2 separate regions of the Pan troglodytes genome follow, and region 2 is linked to region 1. Evidence: chromatin contacts called from public Hi-C data. All regions are on one chromosome and are shown on one strand. Each heading gives the region's core, a stretch centred on a gene start, on an enhancer-like site or on the middle of the called end of the contact. The rest is flanking DNA. Distances are from core to core; before and after follow the strand shown. Region 1 holds the start of ANKRD33B (ankyrin repeat domain 33B). Region 2 overlaps ANKRD33B (ankyrin repeat domain 33B).

Region 1 (6,467 bases), core at 2,297-4,796:
TAATCATGATAAGCTTGGAGACCAGGCTCCAATGAGGTTCCCACCTCAGTCTTTGCACACACTGTTCCCTCTAACTCCTCTTTCCCCTAGACACCATCTCTGCTCAAACGTCACCTGCTCTCTAAATGACCATCCTATTTATAATTTCAGCCCTAAATGTCTGAATGCCTACATTACCCTTGCTCAGCTCCAGGTTCTGTAGGCTTGGACAAGAGGAGACAGAAAAGCCTCCCAGGGAAGGTGCCCTTAAACCAGGAGCCTGCAGACAGTGAGGGAGTGACCCACGCTGCCGTCGGGGAGACTGGACACCGTCATGTGAAAAGCAGTCCGTCTCCCAGTTTCCTAGGTCTTAGCTAGCCGCTCTTCCTCTGCAAGTTCTTCTCCTCACTAAAAGGCTAGGACTCTCAAAGGCAGGGACTGCCGGATTCAGTTTTGAGTCTGCTAAAGTACCTAGCGGGAGCACAGTAGGTCTGCGGTAAACACTTTGGCAATGACTCACTCCATTTACCACAGAGCAGGGCATCAGGGCTTTGCCACACTTGATTCTTTCAGCTGTTTTTCAGGAAGATAGAGGCTATTTGATCAACAACCTTGAGAAGCTAATGAAAAGAATGGAGGCTCCTGCCTCGCTCCCCCCACTGGCCCCACAAAGCACAGAACACAGGCCCTGCTCCGTCTGATCCAAAGATGAAAGAGTCCAAGGGTCTCTAAGTTAGCAGGCTATGTCCGGGCCTACATCATTATTTTACGTGACACAGAGAAACAAAGTCTTCACTTCTGCTGTAATCAAAGGCGAAGAAAAGCAGCGAGAGAAAAAGCCTTGCCTGGCAGAAGACAAAAAACAAAACAAAACAAAATAAAACTGGAAGGTGCTCTCTTCCAAGCCAAGAGAAGGCAGGCGAATGAGAAACAAGATGGTAAACACAAGCCTGGGGCCGGGCCTTCCCAGAGCCTTGTGGGCAGTAAGCCATTTTATGCTCACATCCTAAGAGGAGAGGCTGCCGTTATCCCTATTTTACAGATGAGGAAACTGAGGCAGAGAGCTGCTGGGAGGCTGGAGCTAGCCTCCCATACCACGGCCCTCCCCTGCCTCTCTGCTGTGTGGCCTGGAGACTCAGTCTGTTAGGCTCGAGCCCCTGGGGATGGTTTACGTTGCTGTCAGTTTTCTTCAATGCAGCTGTTTTCAAACATTTATGTTTTGCCCCTAAAGGAAACATTATATAAAGCTGAGCCCAGTGGTGCCCTAGAGTGGGGACTGGGCGAGCCAGGCCCCTCCTGTGCCCATTCCAGCCCACTGGAGACCACCAGGCTGCCCAGGACAGGGGGAGAGGCCCACCCCACCTGTTCCTTTATGAGCTTGGTGAGGCTTCCTTTAAAGCTGGCCCCCATACTGGCTTCCAGAAAGCAAGGTTTCTGATTACACACATCTGGGCCTGAAAACTCAGTTAAACCAAATGTAGAACTTGAGAAACAGGCCCTAGGACTTCGGGTGGAGCTCCAAGCCCTAATCACATGCCAGCCAGGGCATCTGTCGCCAGGGCTGGGGGAGGAGGCATTGCAAGAGGAATGGCAGCAGGAACTACAGGGCTCCAGGTGATGCTACCTACGGGGACCCCACCTCAGGTCTCACTGCCTAACATATGACAAGCACAGACCCTTCCTCCAAGTTCAAATGTTGTGTGATATGGTTTGGCTGGGTCCCTACCCAAATCTCATCTTGAATTCCCACGTGTTGTGGGAGGGACACGGTGGGAGGTAATTGAATCACGGGGGCAATGTAGTACAAGGGGAGAGTGACATTGGAGGGCTTCCCATCCACCTAAGCCCAGCCCAAACCACAGTCAGGGCAAACCACCTGCCCCACCCACTGCAGGATAAACCAAAGGCACAAGGTCACCCGGGTCCCCAAGTCAAAGCACATGTTTTCTTTCAGCTGCAGGCTCCTGAGCAAAAAGCATGTGCATTTGTGCTAGGCTGCATCTGCAGATACCACGGTCCTTGGAGAATACAAAAATCAGGTGAGAACGCTGCCATTTGCCCACTGAGCACAGACTACTGGGGACTTGGCCACCGTGGTCACTCTGCAGTTTTCCCTTGAAGTGCTTTGCTTGGTGGAAGGTGTTCCACCAGCCAGTCCTTCTCAGGTCTTCTTAAGCCAACTTTTTTTCTTTTCCTTTCTTTTCTTTTCTAAACATCTCGTTTTCTCTGAATCTGGTCATAACGAAAGGATAGCCTGTGCCTGCCTCCACGCCTCCTGCCCTACCCGGGTGGATGCCTGCGGCTCTGGGGCTCTCCCTAGGCCCTGACTCTGGGGACCCCCGGCTGGCATTGGCTCGCGGAGGTGACCTGCGGACAGACCAGTCAGCGATCACGTTGGCTGGTCGCGGCGCGGGCCACAAAGCTCAGTGGAGGTGCGGTAGGGGACCAAGCTGTCCCGGCGAGGGAAGAAACTGTTGCTTCCAAATCATTGCGGCTGGAGGAGCCGATCTGCGCCCCAGCGTGTTAGGACAAGGGCGGCGCGAGGGGCCCAGGGGACAAATGGGGCGCTGGGCAGGAGGGGCTGTCTCCTGCAGGCGAGGAGGAATGGTCCCCTGCCAGGGACCTGGGGAAAAGTAATAGTCAGGAGGGGACCGGGCCGCAAGAAGCCAATCCTGGACTGCAGCACGGGCAGCCAGCGCGAATTCAGTCAGGAGGTCCACGGGGACCGGTAAACGAGAAGGGGATGCGGTGAGGACGCCGGACTGGCGTTTCTGCCGCGCTGACACCTCGGGCAGAGCAAACTGCTCCCTCCCCGCACCGCGTCCCCCAGCCTGAGACGGGGAAGCCACCCAGGGCACCGCGCTCCCAAACAGCGGGGAAAAGGCGCTCTGGGCGGCGGCTGAGTGACCCGTCCGGAGCCAGGACCTGGGAGGCGCGGGGATGTGGTGGGGAGGAGGGGAGTGGGGGCAGTGAGGGGGCTCAAATCCTGCGGGGACGCCCGCTTACCCTGCCGTTGCGGTCAGTCTCCTGCGCCTCCTCGACGCTCACCCCGCGCCGCACCAGCGTCCGCAGCAGCCCCACGTTGTTGGCGCAGGCGGCGCGCAGAAGGGTCGCCGTCTCCGGGACGCTTTCCGGGACGCCCTCCGGGACGCTCTCCGCGCTCTCGACGCCGTGCTCCTCCTCGTCCTCGAAAGGGTAGAAAGAGTCGTCCGAGGCGATGCTGCGGGTGTCTGGCAGACTCGAGAAGTCCTCAAACTCTTCGTAGTCAGCGGGGTCCTCCTCGACCTGCGCGCCCCGGGGTGGGGACGGCGGTGGCGGGGTCATGCAGCGCGCCCCGCCGCCCTCCGGCCCGGTCCCGGCCAGCAGCACCATGCCGGCGGCCGGGGCGCGGGCCGGGGGCCGGGGCGCGGGCAGGAAGAGCGGGACGCGGGGCGCGCGCCGAGGTCCCCGCTTCTCGCTTCTGCGTCCCCAGAGAAGCCGTGGCCCGCGCGCTCCAGCTCGGCGGAAACCGGCACCAGGCGGCTGCGCTCAAAGAAAAAAGTCTCCGGAGGCTGAGCGAGCCCCTGGGGTGGGCGGGACCGCGGGGGCTTTCCGAGGCGGGGCGGGGCGGGGCGCGGGGACACGCCTTCCCCCGGGGCCTTCCCCTCGCGCCCCTTCCTGGCCAGAGTTCAGAGCCAGGCAGGCGCTCTCTCGAGCGCGGGGACTGGGCACCTGGCAGCGTTGCCCCAGAGCTGGGGACAGCTGGCGCGGGAGAAGCAGAAGCAATCACTAAAGAAGCCGAACCCGAGTCGCGGGCGGCAAGCGGCCCCGCCCCTCCCTCCGCCGGCCCGCGGGATGGGGGCGGAGGTGGCGGCGGGGGGACGCCGGGGCGGAGCCGGCCTCCAGCTTCGGGAACCTCGGACCCCTGGAGCCGGCCTCCGCCGAGGGCGTCGGGCCCCCGGGCCTGGGTGGGGCCAGTTTCTCCCGCCGCTTCGGAGGAGCAGAGCCGGTTTTCTCCCTTCGGGGGATCCCGGGCTTCGGGGCTGACTCCACCCGGCCGCGGCCGCTTGGAGGCCGGGGAATCCCCGGGGCGCTTGGCGGGCAGAGAAGCCGGGAGCGGGAGCGGAGCCGTCCACCTGGGACCTGTGCCCGGGGAGCGCTGCGGGCCGGGCCACTCTGAACTGGGGGCGGTCGGCTGCCGTGGGGGAGTCCCAGCCCGGAAGGGAGGACGATCCTCAGAGTCCCCCGTCTCGCAGAACCGGGGCCGGCCGTGGCTTGAGGGTTGGTCAGATCCTGGGATTGGGAGCGGGGTGTTCCGGAACCTCAGGGAGCATCTGAGTGGGAACGGACGACGAGGACTCCCCGTCCCCATGCCTGGCCTGTGTCACGTGCTGGGATCTGCGGACTCACCCCCGGAGGCTGCGACTGGGCGCTGACCCCTCGTCTGGCTGCCCAAAAGAGCAGGGCCGCGGGCGACAGCCGCAGTCCAGGCCCACAGCCCCTCTGGCCCGGCCTTGCCCTCTCCCCGTCAGTCCTGGCGCCGGGGATGGGCGGGGAGGAGGAGGGCGTGTGAGGATTTGCCACAGGGAGCCCTTGACTTCGGGGTAGGAGGCGTCGTGAGCCAATCTTGGGGGAAGGTCTCTGCGCAAAGGCGCGGAGGTGCGCTCGCGCCCGTCGCAGGTCAAAGACTGCGGAGGCCACCAGCCCTGTGTACCCCCTGGCCTCCTTCCTTCCTTTTTTTCCCCGATCTTGACAGCGTGTCCACCAGCTGCCAGCCGGTGGGAGGACCTCGCGGCCCCAAGGTGAACACAGCTAGGCTGGCGCAGCCTCTGGGGACCAGGCTTGAGGCCCACGTGCCGCTGGGCAAGCTGAGGGGCACGAGGGCACCGAATCCAAAACAGCCGTGGGAGGTGTAGGATGAGGACAGGTTTAAACTGCGAAGCCGCTCGAGCCCTCGTGTCACACCGCACTGGCCCGACCCGCTGTCCTGGTCGCCTGGTCTTCCAGTGTCTCCAGCAGGAGCCAAAGGGCCTGCTGGCGGCCCAGGACCCGGCATCTGCAGGGCCCCGGAGGGTGGGGCGCGCGGGAGCACCGATTTCTGGTGAAGACGCCCTCGCACCTGGGCGGCTCTGAGCGAGCAGCGAACTGAGACTCGCTGGCCTCCTTCTCTACTCCGGGGATTCTTTCTGCAACCAAAAATAGCCCCCAGATTACAGTAAACTCTACCTTTTTGTGTAACTGACCACAGTTTGCATCAATTCCCACTGGGAATTTCCCCTTTCAAGGTTGAGGGTTGTTTCCAAAGGCCTGGGGTAGTTACAATTTCAAGTGCCCCCTGAGGGCTGAGTTGGGTTTGCTGGACCCACTGTCCTCCCAGGGAGAGCACTGCGTCACTTTACAGCAAGAGTCCCGGCTGCGGGTCACCAAGGCCCAGGTGGACAGGGCCAGGCCCTGAGAGGGGAGCACCACGCAGCCTTCTCTGGCCTCCCGTAGGCGATCGGTGCTCATTGACTGCGTCACTCAGCAAGGGAATTGAGGTTCTATCCTCAGAGTTTACCACTTCCTTTTCTTCCTTAGAAATTTGAGTCCAAATAGCATTTGAATGTGTTTCCCCTTAAATATAAACTAAAATGTCATCGTCTGCTTCAAAGAAGAACTATCGTTTATAAGTAAGTGGTCCGATTCAGGATGCAAGCTGATCATTTTCCTGTCTTTTAAAAATAAACCGCTAAGAAGAAACAATAAATAAAAAATAAAATATGCTTCTTTTACAACAAAGACAGTAGAGTCTGGACATTTCTGGAAGATGGGCTAAAAGAAACACAAAATCGACCGGGCGCGGTGGCTCACGCCTGTAATCCCAGCATTTTGGGAGTCCGAGGCGGGCGGATCACGAGGTCAGGAGATCGAGACCATCCTGGCTAACATGGTGAAACCCCGTCTCTACCAAAAATACAAAAACAAAATTAGCTGGGCGCAGTGGCGGGCGCCTGTAGCCCCAGCTACTGGGGAGGCTGAGGCTGGAGAATGGCGTGAGCCCGGGAGGCGGAGCTTGCAGTGAGCAGAGATTGTGCCACTGCACTCCAGCCTGGGCGACAGAGCGAGACCCCATCTCAAAAACAAAACAAAACAAAACACACACACACAAAAAAAAAAAAAGACACAAAATCAGGCATAGGCATTTTTAGTAAAGCCAACATTTATTATGTGTACAAAATCTGCATAGGTAGGAGAAAGTAGCTTATCAAAACTGCCGACTCAGGATAACTTAAATTAATAACATTCTGAGGCCAGGTGTGGTGGCTCACACCTGTAATTTCAAAACTTTGGGAGGTTGAGTCTAGCGGATCCCTTGAGCCCCAGGAGTTCAAGCCCAACCTGGGCAACGTGGTGAAACCCCATCTCTGCAAAACATACAAAATATAGCCTAGTGTGGTGGCATGTGCCTGCAGTCCCAGCTACTTGAGGGGGAAATCGAGGCTGCAGTGAGCCCTGATGGTGCCACTGCA
Region 2 (6,467 bases), core at 1,062-3,561, 63 kb before region 1:
CTCGTCTCTTTCATCCTTTCTGAAACACGCTCTTTCCATGGACATGCAGATGCTCACCCTTCTGATTTTCCGCCTTCTCAACATTCTGAGCTCCTGTTCTCTCCTTCCTGAAATGCTGCTGTTCCTCAGCTGCCTGCTAAGCCCCCTCCTTATCTCATACACTCTCCTTTGGTGATCCTATACGCTCCTGTGGATCCAAGTTTCAGCTCTAAAGCTTCCACATCAACTCTTTCCAGTTCTATCTCTTTTCTTCAGTTTTTTACCTCAGTATCTGTCTACTGAGTATTTCATCATGGGTATCCTACAAACTCAATGCATCAAACCCAAAACATCTTTCCTCCGAAGCTACTCCTCTCCCACATCCCTTATTCAGTGATGAACACCACCAGTCACCCCATCACCCAAGCCAGATGGCTGGACTCAGTCTCAAGCCCTCCACATCCTCCCTCACCCAAGCAATCACCACATTCTGCCAACTGCACCTCTGACATCACTTGAGCACAGGAATTTGAGACCAGCATAGGCAGCATGGCAAGACCTCATCTCTACAAAAAAAATTTTAAATTTCCTAAAGCTGTCCTTGTTTCTCCATCCCTGACCTGGGCTACCACATCCCCATGGGGCCACAGCTCCTGTCCTGACTAGCCTCCTTTGTCCCACTTCTGCCCCCATTCATTCTCCACACCAGCAGCACAGTGACACCAACAGGGGCCTCTGACCATCCCCACTACTCATCCGAAACTCTCCATGGGCTCTGCTCTTTAGATGAGGTCTCAACTCTTCAATGAGCTGGTTTTTACCTCTTCACCCTCAGCTCTCACTGCCAATGCCCTCCCAATCCACTTTATGGTCAAACAGCCAGCATTCCGTGTAATTCACTCATGAGCCACACTTCCTCTAATCTAGTGGCCTCTGCACAAGGAGTCCCTCTACCTGGAATATTCTGCCTCCTCTTTTTACTTGGTGACCTGATGAGCCATCCCTTCCAACTCCAGGTCTTCCCTGGTGCCCCTTAACCCACGGTGTCTCATCGTCCACGTTCCCATGCATATATGGGTTCCCACAGCCGCCACAGCCCTCGTTACCCAGCTCACATGCTTAAAACTTCCAAATGACTGCATGCTCTGGGGTGCTCAATAAATATGCATTAGATGAAAAGGCTGAAACATTCCTACCACTCCTTTGGGAAAAGTTTATTTATTGAAAGTATCAGGGTGGGCAAGGTGGCTTGTGCCTGTAATCCCAGCAGAGAGGCCAAGGCCCGAAGAGGCCAGGGAGGCTGAGGCTAGAGGATCACTTGAGCTTAGGAGTTAGATACAAGCCTGGGCAACATGGCAAGATCCCATCTCAAAAAATAAAAATTAGCTGGGCTGGCCAAGCGCAATGGCTCACGCCTGTAATCCCAGCACTTTGGGAGGCCGAAGTGGGTGGATGACCTGAGATCAGGAGTTTGATACCAGCCTGGCCAACATGGTGAAACCCCGTCTCTACTAAAAATACAAAAAATTGGCCGGGTGTAGTGGCAGGCACCTGTAATCCCAGCTACTCAGGAGGCTGAGGCAGGAGAATCACTTGAACCCGGGAGGCGGAGATTGCAGTGAGCCAAGATCACATCATTGCACTCCAGCCTGGGCAACAAGAGCAAAACCCCATCTAAAAAAACAGGCAATAAACACAAACTGCTCTAAAAATGGGAAAATGTTACAGAACTGGGTTGTCTAAGATTGACTGACTCAAGGCACTCAAACTGCAGTTCTCCAGACCAGGCCAGTAGAGGGAGCTGTCGGCTTTGGAAATATGACATCATACCCGCCACGCGGCATGAACAGACTCCAGGAATTCTTAGCATAAGGCATTTACCATGCAGATGGAGGGGCAGGGTTAGTAGGGGAGGGAAGCATCCCTGCTCTTTGCAGGGCAGGCAGGGGTCTGAAGGAGGAGCCAGGTAAGCCCCAAGCTGGCTGAGGAGCCCTCCTGGCTGGTCAGCGGGCAGGGGTGTGGCGCTGCCATGGCCAATCAGAAGAGCTCAGAAAAGCTCACAGGAAGATAAGGCAACGCTGGGAAACCGAGACTCGCCAAGTTCTACTCTCTCATTTGAAACGGTATAAACTGAGAAAAAAGGAAGCACTTCAAAACAACATGAACATCACAATGAGATCACACTAAGATCGTGATCATGTGCACTGCTAATAAAATAAGATAAATAACATGAAGAGGCGTTGTTCCTGGGTTCTGACCAAGTCATAAATTCTCCTCTGAACTGGGACTCTCCCTGATTCAGCTCAGGAACCAGGGCTCCCCCGCAGCCCAAACCCACAGCTGCCCCTGAGAATCCCTCCCGTTCTGTCCCCATCCCCGGGCAGCATCCTGCCAGGCTGGCTCTCAGCACATAGCCTTCAGAATTTTACAATTAAATGCAAGAAATAACAAGTTGCAAGCACACATCAGAGGTTCCTTATACCCAAAACAAGCTTCACGTGCTGTATCCCATCACCAGCTCAAAGAGACCCCTGGCGTTTCCTCACTTCACCACGTCCATGCTATTCTGTTAAAGCACAACAAGGAAACAGAAATAAACACACAACTCTATCCATGGGACTTCTTGTTCCTTTCTTTGGTTATCTTATTTTTGTTAGTGGAGCGGTGGTGAAAGTTGAAATGACTGGCTAAATGAGACTTAGGGATTACATGAGGATTTATTTTCATACGTTCTCTCCATTTACAGACCTAGTACAGATTTGGCTGTATTTTTATTGTGCATTAAATAGCCGAGGAAATTAGACTTTTTAGAGAACACTCAAAAGGCAGATGAAGGCATTTGCATCCGAATTCGTACTCATAAATGCTGTGTCCTCCAGAAACCCAGAGCTTCCAACTCTCAACCAACCCAGTTGCCATAGCAAATAATATAAACATATGGTTGCTTTAAGATTGTGCTTCACAATGCTGATTCTGCTTAGTGCGACTGCTGTCTACACAAGCCATCCTCTATCACTGGTTTGGCACGGGCTTGTGACGCAACCCTGGTTGGTGAGATGGCAACGATACTCTGCTGGAGCCTTCTGGAAATGTTTTCCTGTCTTATAAAGGGAAACGCCGACAGGGATTTGCTCCTCTTCCTTGATGTCCCTGAGTGTTGCAACATGAAGCCGTGGCGCTTCTAGCAGCTGGGGCCACCTTGGGACCATGAAGGAAAAAGCGAATGTATTTCTGAGAAGTGGCTCTAGGTCCCAGCATCACCCAGCTACTCAGTGAAGCAACCCTGCAACATCGCCCGCAGATGTCTTGTGTTGCAAGAGAAGGCAGTGTCCTTGTGGTTGAAGCCAAAAGCATCCTAACAGGTACTAGGCTCAAAAGAGAGCTGGGGAAATACAACTGAAAACCAGAGTTTTGGTTCATTTTGAGTAGGGAAATACTGAAAAGACTGATCTCAGCCAGGGCTGGCAAGAACACTCTTGGACACTCAGGGGAAAGGAGAAATCACCACAGCTTTCTAAAGACCACTTGGCAGCTGCATACACTTAAAACAGGCACAGCCCTTGCTGAAGCAATTCTGTTCTAAGAGTGTGTCTGCACATTGCTTCTCCTCTTCCTTGCCCTGCTTTCGGCCTAGGAAGCTGGCCTGCAGCAACAGCACCTGCCCAGTTTCCGCCCCAGTGAGGTTTCTGGGTTGGCTCAGCAGGGGACCAGGGTGGAAGGAGCGGGATATCTGGCCCTGCCTCCCACTCCGGCCCCTGGCTGGGGTTCTAGGCCGAGGCTGCCTCTCGGGTTCCAGCTTCTTGGCCTGGGTCACTCTCTGTGGAGTCCCTCCCCTTAATCCTTTCAATGTTGGTTCCCTTAACTCTACCCTTCCCCCCGTAATTGACAGGCTCTCATCAACTACTCTGTTCAGCCCTCTGAGCCCACCTGTCACTCAACATGCTTCCTGCCAGGATCCTAACACGCTGTCCTCAGAGATGCACCCCAGATCCAAAGACTTCACTACAGCCTTGCTGCCGTTGATTAACTCAAAAGCCCACCTGTCCAGTAACTGGGACAGCTAAGTATACCACGGTTCATGCACTTTACACAATATCCTCTTTTCCAACAAATATTTAAGAAGCAAGTACTTCATGTTCAAGGACTGGCCTAAGAGCCGGGTCCACCACAGTGAGTGAAGGCCAGTCAGAACGCAGCCTCTCAAACTTGAAGTCTTGGTGGGGAACTGGGCATGAGCCACACATCCCCGTGCAGGAAGGCAGGGCTACGAGCGCCTGGCAGGGCTCAGGGACACCGACGCAGCAGGAGCTTCTAGATTAATAACCACGTGAACAAAACCACTAAAAACACAGTCTCAACAGCACCAGCCCAGTCATGTGAATACAAAGCGCACATACATACGTGTGTGTTTGGAAAGGACTGAATGAGGTCTGAAGAGGTGACTCCTGAGTGCTGATAAGGGAGCTGGAATATTTGGAAGACAGAGAAGGGATCTTTTTCTTCCTCCCTGATAATACTTTTGTAGTCATTTTTGGCTGTAAGCACATATGCATGGACAGCTTTTGAAATTAACAAATCATCAAAGAAATAAAACTGGTTATGAAATTGATTAAAATGGTACATCACCTGATTGGGCCTAAACAGCCTCTTTGGCAAAACAGCACAGGAAACTCATGAACACATGCTCACCTGCCTTCCTCATTTTCACTTTAATTCCGTGATGCCTCTGTGTCTGTCTGACAACATCTCTCGTGGGGTCTGTGACTCTGCTGGTCTTCAGTGCCCACTGAGAGGGGTCCTTTGCCGTCATCAGGCATAAAATCCTCAAAGTTCTCCATCCTCAATGTGGGGTCCCTGGGCCAGTGGCATCAGCCTCACCAGGAAACCTGTTGATCTGCTCATTCTTGGGCCCCACCCCAGGCCTATTCAAAGAAAGACTCCAGGGGCAGGGCCTGGCAGTCTGTGTTTCCACCAGATCTGTGTTAATGCTCACATGAGCCAGCCCAGGTGATGCTGACGCCGGAGGCGCAAGGTTGGGAGCCAGTGTCTAAGGCAACTATGCCCATGGGGACAGGGGCAGCCCCTGGAGGTTCAGAAAGAAATTAGGGAAAATCTCTTCGGCACATTGAGGCAATTAAGACACACACAAGGAAGCTTTTTAATCTGTGTTTGTTTAAATGGTGTAAAGTCCCTCTCCCCTCTGCCTCCCTATGCAGCCTCAACAATTCAGTCCCAAAGCCTCAGGCAGCGGCCTAGGTTGGGTGTCCAGGGATCAGAGCCCAGGCCAGAGGGTGGGTGCACACAGTGGCGGCCACAGAGAGCTCAAGCAAATCAGTAAGTAGGGGAAGATAACAAAAGCCAGTAAAAAAGAAAAAAAAGGCCAGGCCCAGTGGCTCACGCCTGTAATTCCAGCACTTTGGGAGGCCAAGGTGGGCGGATCACTTGAGGTCAGGAGTTCGAAACCAGTCTGGCCTATATGGTGAAACCCCACCTCTGCTGAAAATACAAAAAGTAGCTGGGCACGGTGACTGGCGCCTATAATCCCAGCTACTCGGGAGGCTGAGGCAAGAGAATCGCTTGAACCTGGGAAGTAGAGGTTGTAGAGAGCTGAGATTGTGCCACTGCACCCCAGCCTGGGCAATAGAGCAAGACTCAGACTCAAAAAAAAAAAAAAAAAAAAAAAAGGAAAGAAAGAAAGAAAACAAGAAGTAAAGAAAAAATACATTATAATAATGATTTTATTTAAATTGAAAAGGCAGAGTAAACCCATCTAGGCATCAAATCATTAACAACAGTTATCTCCAGAGAGCAGACTTAAGAGAGGGCTGACAGTGAGGTGGAAGAGATATTCACCTGTAATTTCCTTGCTCATGTGGGGTTATTTTCCCCCCAAACACTGTGTATTGTATTTTAAAATCAGCCTCCAAGAACATCAGCCAGGCCAAGAGGAGGAAGCAGGATAATGGCTGAGGCCTCTGCCCGCCTCCTCCTGTCCACCCAGGCAGGTTTCCAGCTGTGATGCTGCCCTCAGGATAGCCCAGACCCTGGTACATACCCCGGCCACCCGATCCTGCTACCTGACTTGGACTCCAGCTCTGTCTGGCAGCAAGGCTACCCCTAGGTGGGCCAGCTCCCAAGAGAGCTGAGAACATAGGAATCTTCCCTCCTATCCAGCTTCCCACCTGCCACAGTCTGAATGTTTCTGTCCTCCGAAATTCCTGTGCGAAAATCCTGCCTCCAGGATGACACTACAGCAGGTGGCTTTGGGAGGTGATTAGGTCCTGAGGGAGGGGTCCTCGTGGTGGGATTAGTGCCCTCACAAAAGAGGCCCCAGAGAGCTGCTTATTTCCTTTATCACAGCCTGAGCAGATGAAGACACCATCTGTGACCAAAGGCAATAGAGAGAAGCCAGGAGTGTGACTAGAACCATCGAGGGATACCACCCAATTTCTGTTCCTTAAGGAAGATGGCAGGGACAGGCCTCTGTT

What was found. A called contact is a pair of places that touch in the nucleus more often than the background predicts.
Region 2: a Hi-C map of stem cell-derived neural progenitor cells shows a contact between it and region 1, with 2.5 times the contacts expected there. The contact joins the enhancer-like site here to the promoter of ANKRD33B in region 1. A contact is called at or near these places in 1 of 7 Hi-C or Micro-C datasets (stem cell-derived neural progenitor cells) and 1 of 1 other capture datasets (stem cell-derived neural stem cells).

The regions. Positions count from the first base shown.
Region 1 is chr4:11,214,824-11,221,290 of NHGRI_mPanTro3-v2.0_pri, reverse strand. It overlaps ANKRD33B (ankyrin repeat domain 33B), which reads right to left and starts at 3,546. Exons shown (of 4, transcript XM_016952951.4): 1 at 2,986-3,546. The coding sequence starts at 3,351.
Region 2 is chr4:11,276,920-11,283,386 of NHGRI_mPanTro3-v2.0_pri, reverse strand. All of the region lies in intron 2 of ANKRD33B (ankyrin repeat domain 33B), which reads right to left. Among named protein-coding and RNA genes, the nearest start is that of ANKRD33B, 62 kb to the right of the region's middle. Within about 2 kb of position 2,311, at least 16 of the 24 cell types and tissues checked have an H3K27ac peak or open chromatin away from gene starts, as enhancers often do. A contact at or near this core is called in stem cell-derived neural progenitor cells and stem cell-derived neural stem cells, where this site is marked.